Linked DNA regions of Mus musculus: region 2 is linked to region 1. The links are chromatin contacts, called in public HiChIP or PLAC-seq maps. All regions are on one chromosome and are shown on one strand. The core of a region is the stretch at or near the end of the contact, and the rest is flanking DNA. Distances in the headings are between cores, read along the strand shown.

Evidence for each region. HiChIP or PLAC-seq counts read pairs in DNA pulled down with a chosen protein or histone mark.
Region 2: a contact with region 1 is called in a FOXA1 HiChIP or PLAC-seq map of pancreatic cancer cells. The contact joins two enhancer-like sites. A contact is called at or near these places in 2 of 115 datasets of contacts at active chromatin or transcription factors (fibro-adipogenic progenitors and pancreatic cancer cells) and 1 of 9 other capture datasets (embryonic stem cells).

The regions. Positions count from the first base shown.
Region 1 is chr16:29,912,666-29,918,340 of GRCm38.p6, reverse strand. No RefSeq gene overlaps it. Among named protein-coding and RNA genes, the nearest start is that of Gm52263, 27 kb to the right of the region's middle. Within about 2 kb of position 2,865, at least 97 of the 459 cell types and tissues checked have an H3K27ac peak or open chromatin away from gene starts, as enhancers often do. A contact at or near this core is called in pancreatic cancer cells, where this site is marked.
Region 2 is chr16:30,107,999-30,113,673 of GRCm38.p6, reverse strand. No RefSeq gene overlaps it. Among named protein-coding and RNA genes, the nearest start is that of Gm32998, 40 kb to the right of the region's middle. Within about 2 kb of position 2,378, at least 15 of the 459 cell types and tissues checked have an H3K27ac peak or open chromatin away from gene starts, as enhancers often do. A contact at or near this core is called in pancreatic cancer cells, where this site is marked.

The sequences.
Region 1 (5,675 bases), core at 1,616-4,115:
TCTTTGACCCCTCAATCTTGCTTTTTGCATTTATGAAAATCAGTCATCATGTGAATGATACTAAGTTCTTGCTGTCTGCTCAAGTAACAGTCTGCCCCCCTTGCATCACAGCTCCAGTGGTCTCTGAGTGTCTTCCTGGCTGACTGTGGAGAATACATTGCCAGGGGGCTCTGATACAGCTGGATGCCTTTGGTGCTCTCTGTTCAATCTGTTTTCAATTGGAAGTCTTTTTTCAAAGGCGTTTGCTTTGTTACACACTTTCCATGCACGGGGTCTTGCCCTCAAGGCAGCTTTCCAGCCTTTCCTGTTTTCTCACTGCCAACTCTGGCTTCTCTTTAGTAGTACTAAGTACAGATGCTTCTTCTTCTTCTTCTTCTTCTTCTTCTTCTTCTTCTTCTTCTTCTTCTTCTTCTTCTTCTTCTTCTTCTTCTTCTTCTTCTTTTTTGTTTTGTTGTTTTTTGAGAAAGGGTTTCTCTGTGTAGCCCTGGCTGTCCTGGAACTCACTTTGTAGACCAGGCTGGCCTCGAACTCAGAAATCTGCCTGCCTCTGCCTCCCGAGTGCTGGGATTAAAGGCATGTGCCATCACCACCCGGCTTACAGATACTCTTCTTCAAGCCCACCTTGTCTGTACCTTTTAGTGAGATGGCTCAGTGGTTAAAGAGGTTTGCCACCAACTCTGAGGACCTGAGTTTGATTCCCATGGTAGAAGTATAGAACTGATTCTCACAAGTTGCCCTCTGACTCCACACCAGGATATAAACAAACATGAATGCGCGCGCGCGCACACACACACACACACACACACACACAAGTTCACACTTCTTGCCTCACCAAACCTCACATTTCTCATCTTTCTCCCTTGAATTCTCCCTGTAAATCTGATGGAACACAATGAACAGTAACGGTGCTGTAGCTGAATGTCATACTGTCTTGAATTGTTCTCTGTCAAACAACTTAGTTCATGATCTTTTCAGGACACAGGCCAGCCATATCTGTAGTATTTACCAGATGTAAAATGAATCGTCTCTAGTCCAGTTCCCAATAGATTCCTTATTCTTCTGAGAATCCTCCTGAGCGAGGCTTGCATTTCTCTCAGGATTCTGGTATCCTTCCCACACTCCACCAGAATGGCCCATTAACCTCTGCTTTGGCATTCTAGGGCTCTGCTATTCTGAGGCTCTAAATTTTTTCACATTCCTTCTGTAAACCAGTTCTAAGAGCTTAAGAACCACAGGGTCAGGTTTATCCTGGCAAGTACCCCACAGGCCAATACCAATTTTCAGTATTAGTTACTTTCTTGTTGCTATAACAAAATACCTGCTAAGAACTGAGTTCAGGAAGAAATGTTTCTTTTGGCTTATGGTTCGAGGGCACAGTCTGTTTTGATGGGAAGGGTATATAGGCAGGAACAAAAGTCTGTCTGCTCTCGTCTAATGAACCAGGAGACAGAGAAGGAGAATCCCTCAGCACTTACCTGGCCTTCTCCTTTTTCTCTTTTTATTTAGTCCAGGGCACAGACCTATGGGACAGTGCTATGCACATTAAAGACAGGTTTTTTTCCTTCCATTAATCCCTTCTGGATGCTCTCATAGGCATCTCTGAGAATGTGGCTTACCAGTGTCCTTAATCCAATTTGGTTGTCAGTGAAGGTCCATCATACTATCCAAACCTTGACAACACCATCTTATTAACTATCGTAACTCAGTGAGTTGAGTATTAGCATTCTCCAGTCACAGATGAGAAAGCAGAGAGGTTACAAGGGACAGGCAGGCCAAGCCAACCTCCCTTTTGCTGGGTCTTTGCCTGAACTCTGCCTGAAACAGCTATTGGAAGACTCCAGGCTTCGCACAGGCATGTGCTCTGCACCTGGGGTCAGGGTGAACCAGACCTGGCTGATTGCACCTGGTGCTCTCAATACAAAGAGGGAAGATCAATAATTGTCTCTTTCTGAAATGATGTAGGTTATATCCCTGATCTTGGTATTCCCATATTCTGTGCATAAGCTTCTACTACAGTAGTGGGTGAGAACAAAAAGAAAATAAGAGAAAAAATATAAAGAGAGAAGAGAGGAGGGAGGGAAGGAAGGAAGGAAGGAAGCAAGCAAGCAAGCTTAGGTATGATGATGCCAACTTCTGTACCTAAGGTCAGACAGCTATTAGAAAGGAGAACAGGCCAAGTCATGGTGGTGCATGCCTTTGATCCCAGCACTCAGGAGGCAGAGGCAGGTGGATCTCTGTGAGTTCCAGGCCAGCTTACTCTACTGAGTGAGTTCCTAGGACAGTCATGGCTACACAGAAAACCCCTGCCTCAAAAACAAACAAGTAAGTACATAATAAATAAGTGAGTAAACAAATAACTAGAAGAGTAGGATTTGAAGGGAGGCTGCTTGGTCTTCTCTGGAGCCTTTCCATCTTGCTTCACATACCTGCGCTCAGTAATGACCACAGGACTGTCTCCCCAGGGTGGAGGAGTATGGCACCTATTCCTAGTGTGGATGAGAAGACATGCTTGTTTAGAACACGGATGCATCTATGAGCCTGCTGTTTAACTCTTCGAAAGAATGGCATTAAAGCTCACATTCAAGTAACCTCACAGAAAAAGGCTCGGTCTGGTGAAGATTTCTGACATCCCCTGTTCCAATCAGCTGCGGAGATTGGGCTGCAGCTGGGCTGATGACTCTTCTCCCACACGCATGAGTGTGTTACTAGGAATGGAGACCTGGACAGGCTTGCCGGCCCGGGCACCCCGCCGAGTCACACCCAAGTGGTGAGCGCTTGCCAGCTTCTGGGCTAAAGCTATTGCCCTGAGAGTCTGGGCAGGGCAGGCAGCTCTGTGCTGATTCTTTTGTCTCCTGGGCAACAGCCTGGAGCAGGCTGTGGTCACCCGTGGGAATGCTCCTCCTGAGTCAGCAGCGCCTGGAGTGTCCCAGGGTGTGGTTGTCTGTTCTTTGGGGCCTCTTTATTTGCAGGATGTCACTGCGCCATCATGGGTTCAGGGGTAGAGCTACAGGACAAGGGCTGTTTGGAACCCCTGTTAACTTGGGAGTTGAGGCAGGGGTGGTGGTGGGCTATAACTGCGAGTATGCTACTATAAAGCATCAGACAGCAATTGGAGGTTTTAATTCTAATCTACCCCTCTTCTGGCTAACTATATCAATGGGGATAATTTACATTCTCTTCTCAGAGCCTCAGTTTCCCCATCTAGACAATTAAATAATGCCAGGCCCGTTTATGTCAGTAAACAGACCTGTTTAATCTTCCATGCAGTGTTCGATGTTACAGTGATAAAAGGAGCCTTTTTCCCCCTCACTCTGTAGACCCGGCTGGCCCGGAACTCAGAGATTCGCCTGTTTCTGCCTTCTGAGTGCTGGGATTAAAGGTGTGCACCACCACTGCCAGGGAGCAGCTTCAGGAGCCAATTTCTTATGCAGCTACATCTTCCTAATTCCTCCAGACTGTTTGCCTTTTTTGAAGAATCTGGTTCATGGCTGCACTCTGAGATGCCAGTGGAATTCCTGAGAAGTAGGGGAATGGTAGGCTGGGCTGTGGAGGCCCAGGGATTAGGCCATCATACTGTATGTAGTTGGGGGGACCTGCTTAAGTGGGATCCTCAGTCTGTTAACCAGCATGTAATGTTGCTTCCTCGGTGCCTCTTAGCCAGACTTCCACGGAGTCTTGTAAAGCCTCCTGCGTTGGGGATGATGAGTGTCTTTGGAATACAGATTCCCTTCAGAGAGTGAAGAGCCATCCATACTGAGAACTACAGATGATGGAAAGGCTCTGAGGAAGTTATATCTCATCCCAGTCAGAATCAGAATTTCGGGGGGGGGGTCGGGGGGGAGAACAGAGGGTGGTTCTGGAGAGAGACTACAGCTGCTGGGGCTTGATTACCATCCCCTGCCCACTGTGTGTTTGCATTAGGAGCAACATAATGTTTTCAGTTGGCTTTGGGGACAAGGTGACAGGTAGCATCAGGAGTCCCTTTCCATATGTCCAAGAGTGTTACACTTCAGTCTATGTGCATGAGGACCCAGCTTTAGCGGCACTGTTGCCATATGGTGTCAGTTTGAATGACACTGGTTCCGGTTATCATAACTTCATTCTGACCATAGATATCTCCCGGACCTTAGCCAGGAGAGCAAGCGACAGGAACACAGATGACAGAAGGTCACAGGAGCAGGGATGTTTGGTTTGGAACATCAGACTCATCTCTGTGTACCAGAGGAACCATTAATTCTGTTAGGTCTTGCTCACCTTCCCTGTTGTCATTTCTTCTACTCTCTAGGGAAAACATTTGGCTGATGTAGCAAAGTTGTATCAAGATCTCTGAAGTGATGGGGCAGGGGCTGGCTAACAATATGACGAGACCTCATGGAGGTGATTCTGAGATATATGGAGTGAGCCTAGATCTCCAAGTCCTAGAGGACTTAATTTTACAGAGTTAACATCTACTTCCACCTAATATTGGCTTGACCGGTTTCCAGGGGTTCCTCAGTGTGGGGTGGAAGCATTTTTCAGGACAGCCTTGCTGGCTCCAGCTCCACAGGAGAATGCCTGCGGCTCGTCCATTCCTCTTCCCTCTGGATGTACTGGAGTGGGGAGGACCATTCTGGTTTCTGATGAGTATCCCTTTTTTCTTTTCCTATTTCTATTTTATTTTTAACTTGTTGATCTTGGCACAAGAGTTTGTGTAGATTTGCTCGTAACAATTACCTTCTGCCTTGAGAAGCGCACAGAATGCTTTGGGTATATTCTTTATAAATCTTGGGCCATGTCCTTTTTTTTTTTTTTCGTGGGGGAGGGGCTGGAAACTCACCAGAGGACTAACACAACACAGGCTCACTGACTCAGCCTTATGTCTCAAAGATGCTCTCTTGTACTGCCTCCTGATTTTGTACTAAACCCTGTGCACACAGTGCACCTCCATAGACTTGATTCTTCCTCTCTAGCAAAAACTGCGGGGTCTCTTGCAATTCTGCACTTTTATCATGAAGCCTCTGGGCCTTCTCTTTACCTCCCGAATGCTACCTCTGCTCAGTTCCCATGTTCTCACATCAATCTTCACCTCTTTCCTCTCTTTCCTTTTAAAATCTGTAATCCTTGAGCTGCATGGAACAGGCTGTTGCCTGCTTTGTGGAGAGATATGTAGCCCAACAGGATTAGCCAAATATATTTAGTTCTTTGGGGAGAGGAGAGGATACGGTAGTAGATTCCAGCCATAATCATCATCATCATCATCATCATCATCTTCTTCTTCTTCTTCTTCTTCTTCTTCTTCTTCTTCTTCTTCTTCTTCTTCTTCTTCTTCTTCTCCTTCTCCTCCTCCTCCTCCTCCTCCTCCTCCTCCTCCACTCTTCTCCACCCTTCTCCTCCTTCTCCTCCTCCTCCTCCTTCTCCTCCTCCTCCTCCTCTTCCTCCTCCTCTTCCTCCTCCTCCTCCTCCTCTTCCTCCTCCTCCTCCTCCTCCTCCTCCTCCTCCTCCTCCTCCTTCTTCTTCTTCTTCTTCTTCTTCTTCTTCTTCTTCTTCTTCTTCTTCTCCTCCTCCCCCCTCCTCTTTCTCCTCCTCCCCCCTCCATCTTCTATGATTATAAAGTCCTCAGTCCATTTCTGTAGTTTGACTATTTTGACTATTGTCTTTCAGACTCTAGCATAAAGACATTTTCTTGGTGCCCTTCT
Region 2 (5,675 bases), core at 1,129-3,628, 200 kb before region 1:
AACTAGTCCCTGCAGAACTCTTCCTTTGCAGAGGGCCACCATCATTGTTGGCTTGAAACATTCTCTGCTCCCAGCAGCTGTCTCCCCACTGCTCTTTCATCTTGACTGGAGAATTCTCTGGGAATTTCTACTTAACCTTTACTGTTTGAAGGGATGTAGTGTTGTGACAGGTCACGTTCCCCCCCTCCCCCTCCTCTAACCCTATGCCTCGAGTTTGAAACATCACACAAACAGTCCCTTCCTGCCTGTCTTTTAGCCTAGGTAAACATTCAAATCTCATTGTGTATAAAGTCAACAGAAACTGCCCGGTGAGATTCCACTTCAATGGCTTTGAAATGAAACACCACCCAAGAGTTCCACCTGTGCTCAAGGGAAGAGAATCAAGTCTGTTGCCCTTGCTCAGATGACCCTCTAGCAAAATGAGCCCAGTTCACCTTCTAGCCAGACCCTATGGGAGGCCATTCATTCCTACACTGGAGTCTCCAGCTACTTCCTTCCTCCCCTGAGTTGCTAGCAGGCTGAGTCTAAACCCACAGGAGTAGTAGCTGCTGCATATGAGGAATTGGTTGCATCGCTCCTGTGCCCACACTGCGTGTCTTCCAGCCCCTATAACCTGCAGAGGCTGACTGTACAGAAGCCAAGCGTCCTCTGGGGGCGGGGGGGGGGGGTATCAGAGAAGTCATCGATGGATCCACTGAGCATACACACGAGTTGGCTGCTAGGCTTCATGGATTTACAATCCAGTCCCAGCCCTCCCTGGTTGTTTCTCTCCACAGTTCCAGGCATGCCAGTTCCTTTCCCCGGTTTAGTGGGTTAGGTTCCTGGAAGTTGTACCCGTGTGCTCAGCTCCATTTCAGGACCATCTTCCTACTTAGTCTCTCCTGCTAAAGATGTGAACCCAAAGACTCGACCCTCAAAATGGAGACACTGGGTGGCAAAATAACCAAATTCCAAATCATGTGCAGCTATAGGGAAAAAAAAAGAATCAAGAATAGCAACAACCTTAGTATAATGGACCATTGAAGAATGGAACAGTGGTTAAAAAGACCATGGGAGAGTTGATTAGACAGTGCAGTGGTGACGTAACCAAGTTTAACTACCCTCACTTGTTCTTTGGGACCCACATGGCAAAGGAAGAACCTGATTTGTACAAGTTATCCTCTGACCTCCACATGTGTGCCCCACCCACTCCACAAACACATGCAAGTACATAAATAAATATGATTTTGTAAAAGTATTTGATAAGAAGCAACTTTGAAATAGACAAGGCAGGGGCTGGCAAGATGGCTCAGCGGATAACAGCACTGACTGTTCTTACAGAAGGCCCTGAGTTCAAATCCCAGCAACCACCCCTAATGAGATCTGACGCCCCCTTCTGGTGTGTCTGAAGTCAGCTACAGTGTACTTATGTATAATAATAAATAAATCTTTGGGTCGGAGCAAGCAAGGGACTGAGTGAGTGGGCCAACGGGAGAGAGCAGAGGTCCTAAAAATTTAATTCCTAACAACCATATGAAGGCTCACAACCATCTGTACAGCTACAGTGTACTCACATACACTAAATAAATAAATAAATAAATCTTTTTTTAAAAAAAAAGAAATAGGCAAGGTAAACGGAAGTGGGTCTGGAGAGGAACAATCATTGTTATTTACCAATACTGACTAGCTTTGTCCTATGTATTTTCAGCTGGAAAGCAAGTAGATTTCTTATATGTGTAGTAGTTCCATTCTGTCTACTTCCAAAGATGATTTGGGAGATATAGACACGTCACCGGTCAGGAAGAGAGAAGGAATTTGTTACACATTAATCAAGGTCTTAAAACTATGTGGCCTCTTCCCCTCTCTGTCTCCCACATGCCAGATGAAGGGGTCAGAGCAGATAATCTATGGAGTGCTACTCAGTGCTGATTGTCTGTGGTTTATGGAGGAAGCCAAACCATTTATTTTCATACTTTCCTTCAGTGGTGAATTCACTGTCTGCATGTTTTCTTTTGGCACTCATCCCACCACTGGTGTTCTTTGTGTGTCATTTTCCTAGACTGATCATGAGACCTCCATGTCAGAATAGGGTCTTATTCAGCCTTGTGCCTTCTTAACACAGGGCCTGGCACATGAAAGATGTCACCAAATACTGTCCAAAGAGTTGAGATGTGGATGAAGTGATAGGAATAGACTCGGACACCCTGTGCTTAAGGGGGACTTTGCCAGGAAACAAAGATTCTGAACAGCCTATCTGAACCCTTTTTCCAGGAGCTCTTTCCTGTGGTGCCATTTCTGGTTGTGGACTAAGGGAAATTTACAAGTCTCCATGGTGATTGGAGATCTCTGAGTTGGTGCTAACTTTCCAGCAGGCAAGTGGTGAAGAGAGCTGGTATGACTACCTGCTTAGTCAGAAGTGTCAGGATACTCTAGGCAGGTGGCTCCTACATGATCTGAGCCACTATGCTGTCAAGACAATTCCCAAGTGGGAAGCTCAGCCCCCTGTAGCTGGTCTTTGCTACTTTGTGGTTCTTCTTTCTTCTACCCTTTCCCATCCTTCCAGCCCCTTAACAGTAGATAAGAGAGAGAAAAGGATAGAGAGGAAAGGAAAGAGATCCCTGAATAAAGTCAGGGATGGGAAAGGGAGCAATATTATCTTTAGACTGCTTCCTGCTGATTAGGTCCATCAAGTGGGCTGTGGGGTAACCAAAGAGGCATCCAGAAGACAGAACATCATAATTAGACTTGATGTTTAAAAAGGGATGATGGCTAAGCTGCAAGGATGGAGATACCAAAGAGAGTTGAATTTAGGGAGACCAATTAACAGGCTTTGGGGAGTCTCTAAAAGAGGAACGTTAGTGTAGTTACCAAGGACCAACCTCAGCTTGGAGAGGGTTCCTGAGGAAGAGATGTTTGGAGCAGCAAAAGAATAACTCAAAGTCAATCATGAGTACAAACTGACAGCTCCATGTTCTGCTTGAGCTGGCTCTGCAGACAGCTACGTAGATAGATGAGCTCTTGCAGACCAAAGCCTAGTCTTTTATTTACTTATCAATTCAATCATTAACCCAGGTTCCCTTTTGATTATCCCACAAATCAGCATTTTATAACCTTAGTCCCTAGATTCTTAGAAAGAGATAGCAAGTACATATTTTATAATGTCGCAAATGAACTCAGAGATCTGCCTGTCTTTGTAAGCACAAACAATAAGTTAGTTGGGTGGGATCTGGCTCTGAGATCACCATTCTCATTACACCTGGACATATAGTTCTGTCCCAGGCTGAACTTGAACTCAGAAATCTGCCTTTGTATCTTTCTGATAATCTGGCTCATTAGTGCAGCTGCCTTTGTTCTTTTAGGTCCGTGAAGCCCCCTCATACAGTTCATATTACATTCTTATATTTTGCATAGTTGAGAAATTATACATTCGTAAACTCATGTTTTCAGAGTTCTTCCCCACAGCCTTACAGGCTATCTTAAAGTTTACAGCATTTACCATTTTGCTGAGGAACACATTCTCACCTCCCAGACTCATGCTGTTTCTAATTATCATGGAGTCATTAACTTTAACAAAGAGAGCATTCCTCAAAGGAGGAACATGAAAATATGTACATTATTATACAAACAAGCCCTACACCCACAGCAACTGTCAGCACAACTGGGGGCCCACCCCTTGCTAGCTCTGCTCCAGGAGCAGGAACTGTGTCACACTGTTCCTTCCACATGGCAGGTAGTGCAAGACAAACAAACAAGAAAGACACATCATATAGAAGGGAAGAGAAGGCAGATTCAAGAGTTTCTGATAGTTGGGCATAGTGGTCCACCCCTATAATCTCAGATACTGAGGAGACTGGAGTTAGAGGGTTAAAAGCTTAAGGCCAACTTGGAACGTTTATGGAGACTGTTTCAAAATAACATAAAAAGGGCCATGGGTGTAGCTCAGTCGTGGATGCTACCTAGTACCTTGGAGAATAAAAAGAGAATGTAAGGTGGTAAGCATAGAGCGAGTGGAGGGGGGCCATGAAGTTGGAGAGGAGTGGACCAGGAGAAATCAGGGCAGTGGCATTTCAGTCCTAGAGCCTACAGTACATCTAGGAGAAGTTAGTGGGCAGAGAGCTAAGACAGGATGTGGGTTTGTGGAGAAGGGATGCTGAGATCTGAGATCCACTCCAGGTGCATTGCACTAAATCAAAAAAGAAAATTCTTGGTACATGAAGGTGGGCATGCCCGTGGGGAGCTTGAAACACAGGTCTTAAGCTCAGGGAGTGACCACAGCTGAAATAGACTTACAAACCAGGTAATGATGGAAGCCACATACAAGGAACTCAGGTGGGTTTCTTCTGTGCCCTCTACCAGAACCATAGTCTCTGTGCCCTAGACAATATCACAAGTTGATTGTTCTAAGGCACAGCTCAGACTCGGTGCCCTGTTGAAGTGTGTCCTTTGGAGGGTTTCCAGTGAACAGTGAGGTACTTCCTATAAGATTCTTTATGACCTGGCTGACTTTGTCCTTCTAGAATGTGTTTCTTGTAATGCAAGTATGACTGCATCCTTGCAAAGCACACTGTTTGTTTTGGATATGTTTTAATATCTGTTTCGTTCTCTCCTGCCTACTCCAAATTCTTCTTTTGTCTCTTCCTGTTGAAAGTTTATTATTGAGTCTTCAAAGAATGAGGCAGCCATGGTCTTAATCCCCTCTATAGGTGATCTTTCAGGTTCTTGCATCTCTGGGTTTAAATCATGATTGGTTACTATTTTCCTCTGAGACACCCCACTCTATATAATACCACCAGCAATAAATGCCTTGTGACACTCACTAGCCCTAGAAACTAATAAGGCTAAATTTTATAACATCTGCCTCCAGTAAGGGACATAATAAATGCAGAATGCAGAGAATATCTGTGTTAGATCTTGGCTTTTGAGTTTCAGAAGTCAAGAAAGTAGAGTTACAAATATAGACTTTTGAGTTCATATTTTATGTCAAAGAAAACAGATTAAAATCCAGTCTTACTCACTCACAAACTAGATGAAGGTTCTCTAGTCTGAGGAAAGTGGGAGGGTGGGGACTATTGAGTGAAGGGAGTGGTATATTCTTTAAGATGAAAGAGCCAGCCTTGGAGCTGCCCCTCTGTGAGTGCCAGACTCGCCAGCAAGAAAGCCACAACAGGATCCTTCTGCACACGTTTATTGGGAGAGCTTGATTACAGAGGCGAAAAGATCCCGAGTCCCAGAACTGGCGCTGCTTATATAGGCCTAGGAGAGGCGTGTCCACACCCAATTGGTTATGCTTTCAGTACGCTTTCAGTACCTCATTTACATGCCCCAGACCAGGCAGTGACTCGGCAAAAACTTTACTGCACATGCAAAATGCGCACATTGGTTGTTTACCCAAACTTATGGGTGGTGGCCAGCGGTAGCCAGCGCCACCTTGTAATGTGTGTATGTGGCTTCCCACACCCCTCAGACAGAGAAGACTCAGCCAGAAGGATCAGGTAGCCTCTCCTGATCCTCACTGGTAGCAGAAAAGATCACATCCTCACTGGTACCCGTAGACCACATGGTTTCCACTCCAGCACGTCTTCATCCCGCCTTCACCTTGCTATGTCAAAGAGCCACATGGACCACTCTTGCTCTTGGAACATCACCACGAGTAGCGTTAAATATTTATAAATAAATCCCAGTGTGGGGTTTCTACC